Linked DNA regions of Gossypium arboreum: region 1 is linked to region 2. The links are chromatin contacts, called in public Hi-C maps. All regions are on one chromosome and are shown on one strand. Each heading gives the region's core, a stretch centred on a gene start, on an enhancer-like site or on the middle of the called end of the contact. The rest is flanking DNA. Distances are from core to core; before and after follow the strand shown.

Region 1 (3,214 bases), core at 331-2,830, 150 kb before region 2:
GATTCGTTTTTAACTTTATATATATATATATATATATATATATATATATGTGAAAATATCCATGCATCATCATCTTTTTTAACTTTCCTCTTTCAAGTGCAGAAAGTATCCTCTTGAATAATCATGGTCTAATTATAGTTCTAGTCCCTCTACTATGTTGAAATTTGGATTTAGTCCCTTGTTTATTTTGACATAATTTGATCCCTCTAGTAGGCTAAAATTGATAATAGCCTTAGTTGCTATCCTTAAAGTGTTGAAGCATGTAGTCAGGGTCCATGTGAAAATTCAATTCACCGTGTTCAACCAATAATAAATTAACAAGTCAGCTAAGTTGTTATCACTTTAACTCAAGGAACTAGTAACACTATAAAAGTAGATGGGCTAGATTATTCCAAATTAATGTTGGTGGATTAAATCTCACATTTCAGCATAGTAGAGGGACTAAAACCAAATTAGACCGAATAATCAATGATTGGAAAAAAGGAAGAAAAATAGCAAGAGATCTCAAGTACCTGCTCAGGGCCAATAGGAATAGGAACCATTAAGGTATGGCCAAGGTTCTGGTGCTGCTGTTGTTCAGCTGCTGCTGCTGATATTTGCTTTTCTTGTTGCTTCTCTTGTTGCAATTGTTGGGATAATGGTGCTCTTGAGACAGAGTTTAACTGATAGTGTTGCTCCTGGTCCAACTGAGACGATGTGGTTTCACTCGCAGAACCGCAAAACGTTGAAGAGTTTGGCATTGAAATGCAATCCAACATTGATGGACCTGTAGTTGGCATCTCAAACATGTTATTTGTAGTTCCAATACCTGAAATCTTTGTTGTTTGGTACTGATCTTCATAACCATCATCCAAGAATTCTTCTATAGCAGGCAGTGAAAGACTCTCAACCTGCATGAACTGATCGTTAGGTGAGTTAAACACTCTATGAAGTGGGCTCTGCCCTTTCCCCTTGTTGCCGCTGCTGCTGCTATAGGATCCGAGCTGAGGCGAAAACCGAGGTGGAGAACACCCTAAGATACTCTGCCCTTGCATTGACATAACATTGTTGAAGTTATAGCTTGATATTTGTGGAGATGGTAAGTTCCTCACTGGAGATGAGACCATGAAATCAGCATCAAAATGATCAGAGAAGAAAGTTTCCCAAATAGAACTGTCTGGGGATTGAACCTCAACATCACCATCCAACTCAAATTTCACTGGTGGGAAGTTGAGGCTTGGAGGGGTTAAGCTGTTTTGCTCCATATCACAAGATGGAGGAGCAATTTTCTTAGGCTCAACAAGTGACTCACATGAGTTTTCACTCTTAATGGAGCCCATGCTACCACAAAGAGAATTAATCATGCTCATTTTTCACTTGGATCACCAATACAAAAAGTACCCAAAAAAAACAAAGGGTGTATGTGTGTATGTTTCTTTTAAGAATCAAGCTCTTTTTTGTTTGCAAAATTGCTCTCTCAATACATGGTTTAACTAAAACTATAGCTTTGTTAGAGTGATGTCAATGTTATGAGAAAGAGCTTAGAAACACAGCTTCCTATCTTCTTATTTCATAAAGGGAATTTGTCTCATTGGAGTAAAGACAGATTGCTAAGCTGAATTAATGTGATTGGAGGTTTTTTATTTATTAGTAATCTACCCTACCGAGCTTAATTTTTTGTCATTTGGGATTACTTAAATACTACAAGACAACTCTGAGTTGGCATTTATGGGACCCATTTTTTCTTGGGCCGGCCCATCTCATTGAACCTATTAAAGAAAAATTAGACCCTTTGTTGATGCATAAAAATGGAATTGGTAACAACCCTTGAACCATGACAACGTTTAAATTTTTTTTTCCTCTGAAAAAGACTTGAAACAATGCACAATCTTGTGAAAGGGACTGCAACATTTGCATAGCGACAAAGGGATGCATAGAATTCTTTTTAACTTTTACACTAACGTTGATGCACCACTATTATTGCTCCTCTATCAGAGCTTTATTATGAGCAAAAAATGTTACTTTAACACTATCGAGGGTTGCCTTAGCTGTTTTCATCTATTGTAATAGTATTGATTTTTTTTTTTTTATGTCAAACAGAAAGTTACAATCTCATATTCATCCAAAGTAAATAAGAAAAAAAGTAAAGATGATAATATGACATTAATCATATCGTTTTATATAGATTTTATGTATCTATCATTCAGTATATTTATATTTTGTAAAATTATGAGATATTTGATAATAATCTAATTGAATTAGAATTAGGATAATAAGCGTAATTAAATAGTTTATGAAACGAAAAAGGATTTAGCATAAAACAAAAGTATTTAGTGACATTGTAGGTAATATGGTAAAATTCTTCTTCATTTTTGTATTTATAAGGTTTTTGTTTGTAAACTAAGTAAAAAACATTCTATACATTCAAAAACCAGTGAATAATTATTTTTGTAACAATTGTAAAAAGAAAAAACAATAATTTTATGAGGTGGACTTAATGAAATGATTACATGATGTTTTTAAATGATATGCATGTTCACCACATCCATTTTAATTCAATCTCCATTGTTGCATTTAATCTGATTTGATTTCACCAAATGCAATGATTCACATTCAACTACAATGGATCTAATAAACACACTACATCATTTAAAAATGTCATTTCCATCTTATAAAGTTACCATTTCTTTTCAATTGTTACAAAAAAAAAAATCTTTTGCGTTTTCTTCATTTTAAAAAAATATAAATTTAGTATGTTCTAAGATGTAATATTTATTTTTACTTTTTTAAATAATATATTTTTATAATTTTAAAAATATATATTTACTAATTAAATAAAATTGGTATAATTTATAATCAAAATCAATTAATTTTAAAAATAATTAATAAAATAAAATAAAATTTTAAAATTTCACTTACAAAAACCATTATTGTAATATTTGATTATCTTTAACATAATATTTCACAATACAATGGTAAGTAACATTCACAATTCTGTAAATATTATGAAAATAAAATAATAGTAAAACTATCGAATATTAAATAATAATAATAACAATAATCATACATTTTTTTTTTGTGATGGAAACAAAACTTATAAAATTATGTTAAAATATAATCTTTTAGTAAATCTTTAGATATTATTTTGAATTGAAAATGTCTTGCTAATGTATATCTTTATAGTGCCAATTATTAGTTTTAATTGTATATAACTATAACAATAATTAAGTGATAA
Region 2 (3,292 bases), core at 377-2,876:
TATGGAAGAAAGGTATACGAGTCTAGATTCAAGGAAAATTAACGAAACTTAATTTGGAGTCTCGTAGCTCCAGATATAAATGAATTAGTAACTGTAATTTGGTAAAACAGCTTAACCTGAACAAGAGTAAATTGTACGATTATAATGTTTTACCTAAAAAAAAAAACATGTGGGTAATTGCTTATTAACTTCATATGGACTTACTAAGCGTAAAGCTTACCCTTCCTCTCTACTTCTTCAGTTTTGGCTGGTCGGCTCGGGGTTGGAGATCGTCGGAGGCAAAATCACACTATCAAGCTATCATTTTTGGGAGAATTAATTCAAATATTAGAAATATCAAGTGAGTGGCATGTATCGGAAGTTGGTTTGTGATATGTATTATTATTATGACTTTGACCATACGTATCGGTCTGCATTGAGTCATCGTATATGATCATGAGATGTGGTCCTTATCCATTATGGTTTGTAAGTTTAATTAATCATGCCATGTCCTATGTTTTGATGTGATGATATAGTTAGCTTTGTTTATTATGCATGATTGGTAATACATCAGGTAAGTTAAATGCAGGCTAGTGGATCATGAATTAAATGGACATGAGTAATGTTACCTTGAATATGGATGTTTAATGGAAAAATTGGTAACTACATTATGATGGTATAAAATGAGAATAAGATTTAGCATGTCTAGTTCTAGTTAGTGTAAGAATGTATATTATATACAGGATGGTAAGCAAATATGTTTAAAGTGAATGACATGTTATTGCATGATTATGGATGTGTAAGTGCTCATTTATGCCACATTATATGTCTTTAATTATGAGTCTATGCATGTGTTCGAAAAGTTTTGAATTAAATGAAATTTTATAGCCTGATTTTTGTCTATGTGTATGGTTAAGTCTGGTAATGCCTCGTACCCTGTTTCAGCCTTGGATACGGGTAATGGGTGTTACAAGGCAAAAACTTCTAAAAGTAAAAGACTTATTAAACAATGGAAAACAAACATATAAAACTTAAAGACAACAAAAGTCCAAATTGACTTGTAAAATAGAAACAAATTAAAAAGCTGATGAAAAGAGGCACCCACTTTCCAAGATAAACTGTTTGAGGCCAATGGAGTTTCAACGACGACAAACACCGTAATCTATCCATAATAACTTGTAAAGATAATAAAAATACCCACAAGCTAGATCTACAAACTGAAAATAGAAAAGATATATGGAGTGAATGGGGAGAATAAATAAAAATTGGTGGGAGAGAAAGAAAGGAGGTAGCCAACTTGGAAGTTGACACTTACCATGCTTGGACAAAACAAAATAGAAAAAGCAAATGACTTGGAGAAAAAATAAATCAAAATTTACATCCAAAGGAATTAAGCGAAAGTAATTCTAAAGATGAATTTAATTTTTTGATAATTATTTAAAAAACAATTTCTCCCGTAAAAAAACTATTGTAAATTAAATATTATGGATTACTTTACATAAAGATAAAAAGTAAGAGCACATTAGTGTGCAAATTAAAATATTAAGAACTTAAAAACACAAAAATTTACAAAAATTAAATAGCAAAATTAAGGGGCTATTTAGGAATTAACCCTCCCTTTATTATAAGCAAAACCCACAAACGGCAGTATACTATCTAAGAGATATTTATATAGTATTTTATTTAATTTTGAAGGTCCTTCTCTATCTCTGTCAAAGCTAAAAAATAACTAAGAGAAAATAGGTATTGTTAACCTAGCAATTCCTCTCTCACGCTCTCTGTGCAAAATCGTTCCTCTCTTCAGACCCTTTTCTCTCATCGACCCATTTGATCTCTCTCTCCCTCTGCCTTTACCTTTTTTTCAGAATCTTAAACGCCGCCGTATCTCCGCCGCGATCTCTGCTTTTTATATTCTCTCGATGGCTGACGGAAAATTAGATCTACCTGATGATCTCCTCTCCTCCAAAACCAGCTTCGACCACTCCTCTCTCAAAGGTATTCTACATTCTCTTTTCCCTTTCCTTTTTACGATCAAATATTTGTCTCATTGTTTCCTCTAATTTTATCTTATTGCATGCTGATTGTATTGCTTTCCATTTCAATTCAATCTCTTCGCTTTCCCCTATTATTCTATTCTTTTTTTCTTCCGGAATATTTCATTTTTTGAAATTTACTAGTTTGGTTTAATTTATTAAATCTAGATTTCAGATTTCGTTCATGGTTTATTTATTTTTGCCCCTAAGATCTCGTTCGATTTTGTTGAAACCTTCTATTTCTTTTTACTGTGTTGTTATAAGAGATTATAATTAGAAAAAAAAAAAGGAAGTGCACAATTGTTTCTATGTGAAATTATATTAAGCTTAAACCTTCGATTTAGATGCACCAGACAATGGATATTACTTTTATGAAAGAAGAAGAAGATTACTTTAGTTGCTTATCTTAATTATTGCAAAATATAAACTGCAACGTTGAAGTTGATATGGTACTGTAGTATGTCTTCTTCTTATTATTTCGACAGATTGAATTCAATGAAAGGATCACCTATTTCAATTAGGAAAATTGGCAGTTCGTTCTCAAATAATTTGATACTTTAGGACTCCATAGAGACAGGCTGAGGTTATGATTTCTGCCAAATTAGCCTATGTATTAATGATCTCAGATATTGTTAGTTTTAGGTGAAGCGTGGGATGGGAACTTGGAGGACAAAGGACACGTGGGGTTACTTGAGGGCACCAAAGGTAATGCTATTTGTCGTATGTTGATGTTTTTGCATTTTAAAAGCCTAAGTTCTCTTTTATTGTAAAATCTTACCCTTTTTTTCCCTAGCAGATCAAGCAATTTCAGAGAGCAATATACCTTTGTCTCCACAGTGGCTTTACTCTAAACCATCTGATTCTAAGGTGTTAGCTACTGGAACATCTGGGGTATGGAACTCTATTTTCTCTTGTTAATATGGTACTTAGTTCATTTCCATATGAGGGTTTAATGTGTTGATCTCTAGTTTTATTTAGCTTTATGCAGCAAAAGTTTGGGTAAAAAGTATATCTGATCACGTAAAACTTAGTTAGACTAGCATCTATCACTGAATGCTGATTACAAATTTATATTTGACTTTTACCTTATGAAAAATTCTCATTTTGGTTTGTATCCTTTCTGTGGTATAATTTACTACTCTGACAGGATATAAGAGCCACAAATTCGTTGTCCCATAGAACCTCTGGTGATTCCAATCTGAAAGATAGTTGGCGTCTGGATGGGTCTCAGGACAAGAAAGACTGGAGGAAGACTGCAGTTGATCTTGAAAGCAGTCGCC

The links. A called contact is a pair of places that touch in the nucleus more often than the background predicts.
Region 1: a contact with region 2 is called in a Hi-C map of leaf, with 2.0 times the contacts expected there. The contact joins the promoter of LOC108454389 here to the promoter of LOC108457057 in region 2. A contact is called at or near these places in 3 of 5 Hi-C or Micro-C datasets (all in leaf).

What each region holds. Positions count from the first base shown.
Region 1 is chr9:22,453,115-22,456,328 of ASM2569848v2, reverse strand. LOC108454389 (GRAS family protein RAM1-like) reads right to left here and starts at 1,580. Exons shown (of 2, transcript XM_017752836.2): 1 at 513-1,580. The coding sequence starts at 1,349.
Region 2 is chr9:22,305,891-22,309,182 of ASM2569848v2, reverse strand. It overlaps LOC108457057, which reads left to right and starts at 1,626. Exons shown (of 11, transcript XM_053018810.1): 1 at 1,626-1,974; 2 at 2,655-2,717; 3 at 2,809-2,903; 4 at 3,160-3,292. The coding sequence starts at 1,899.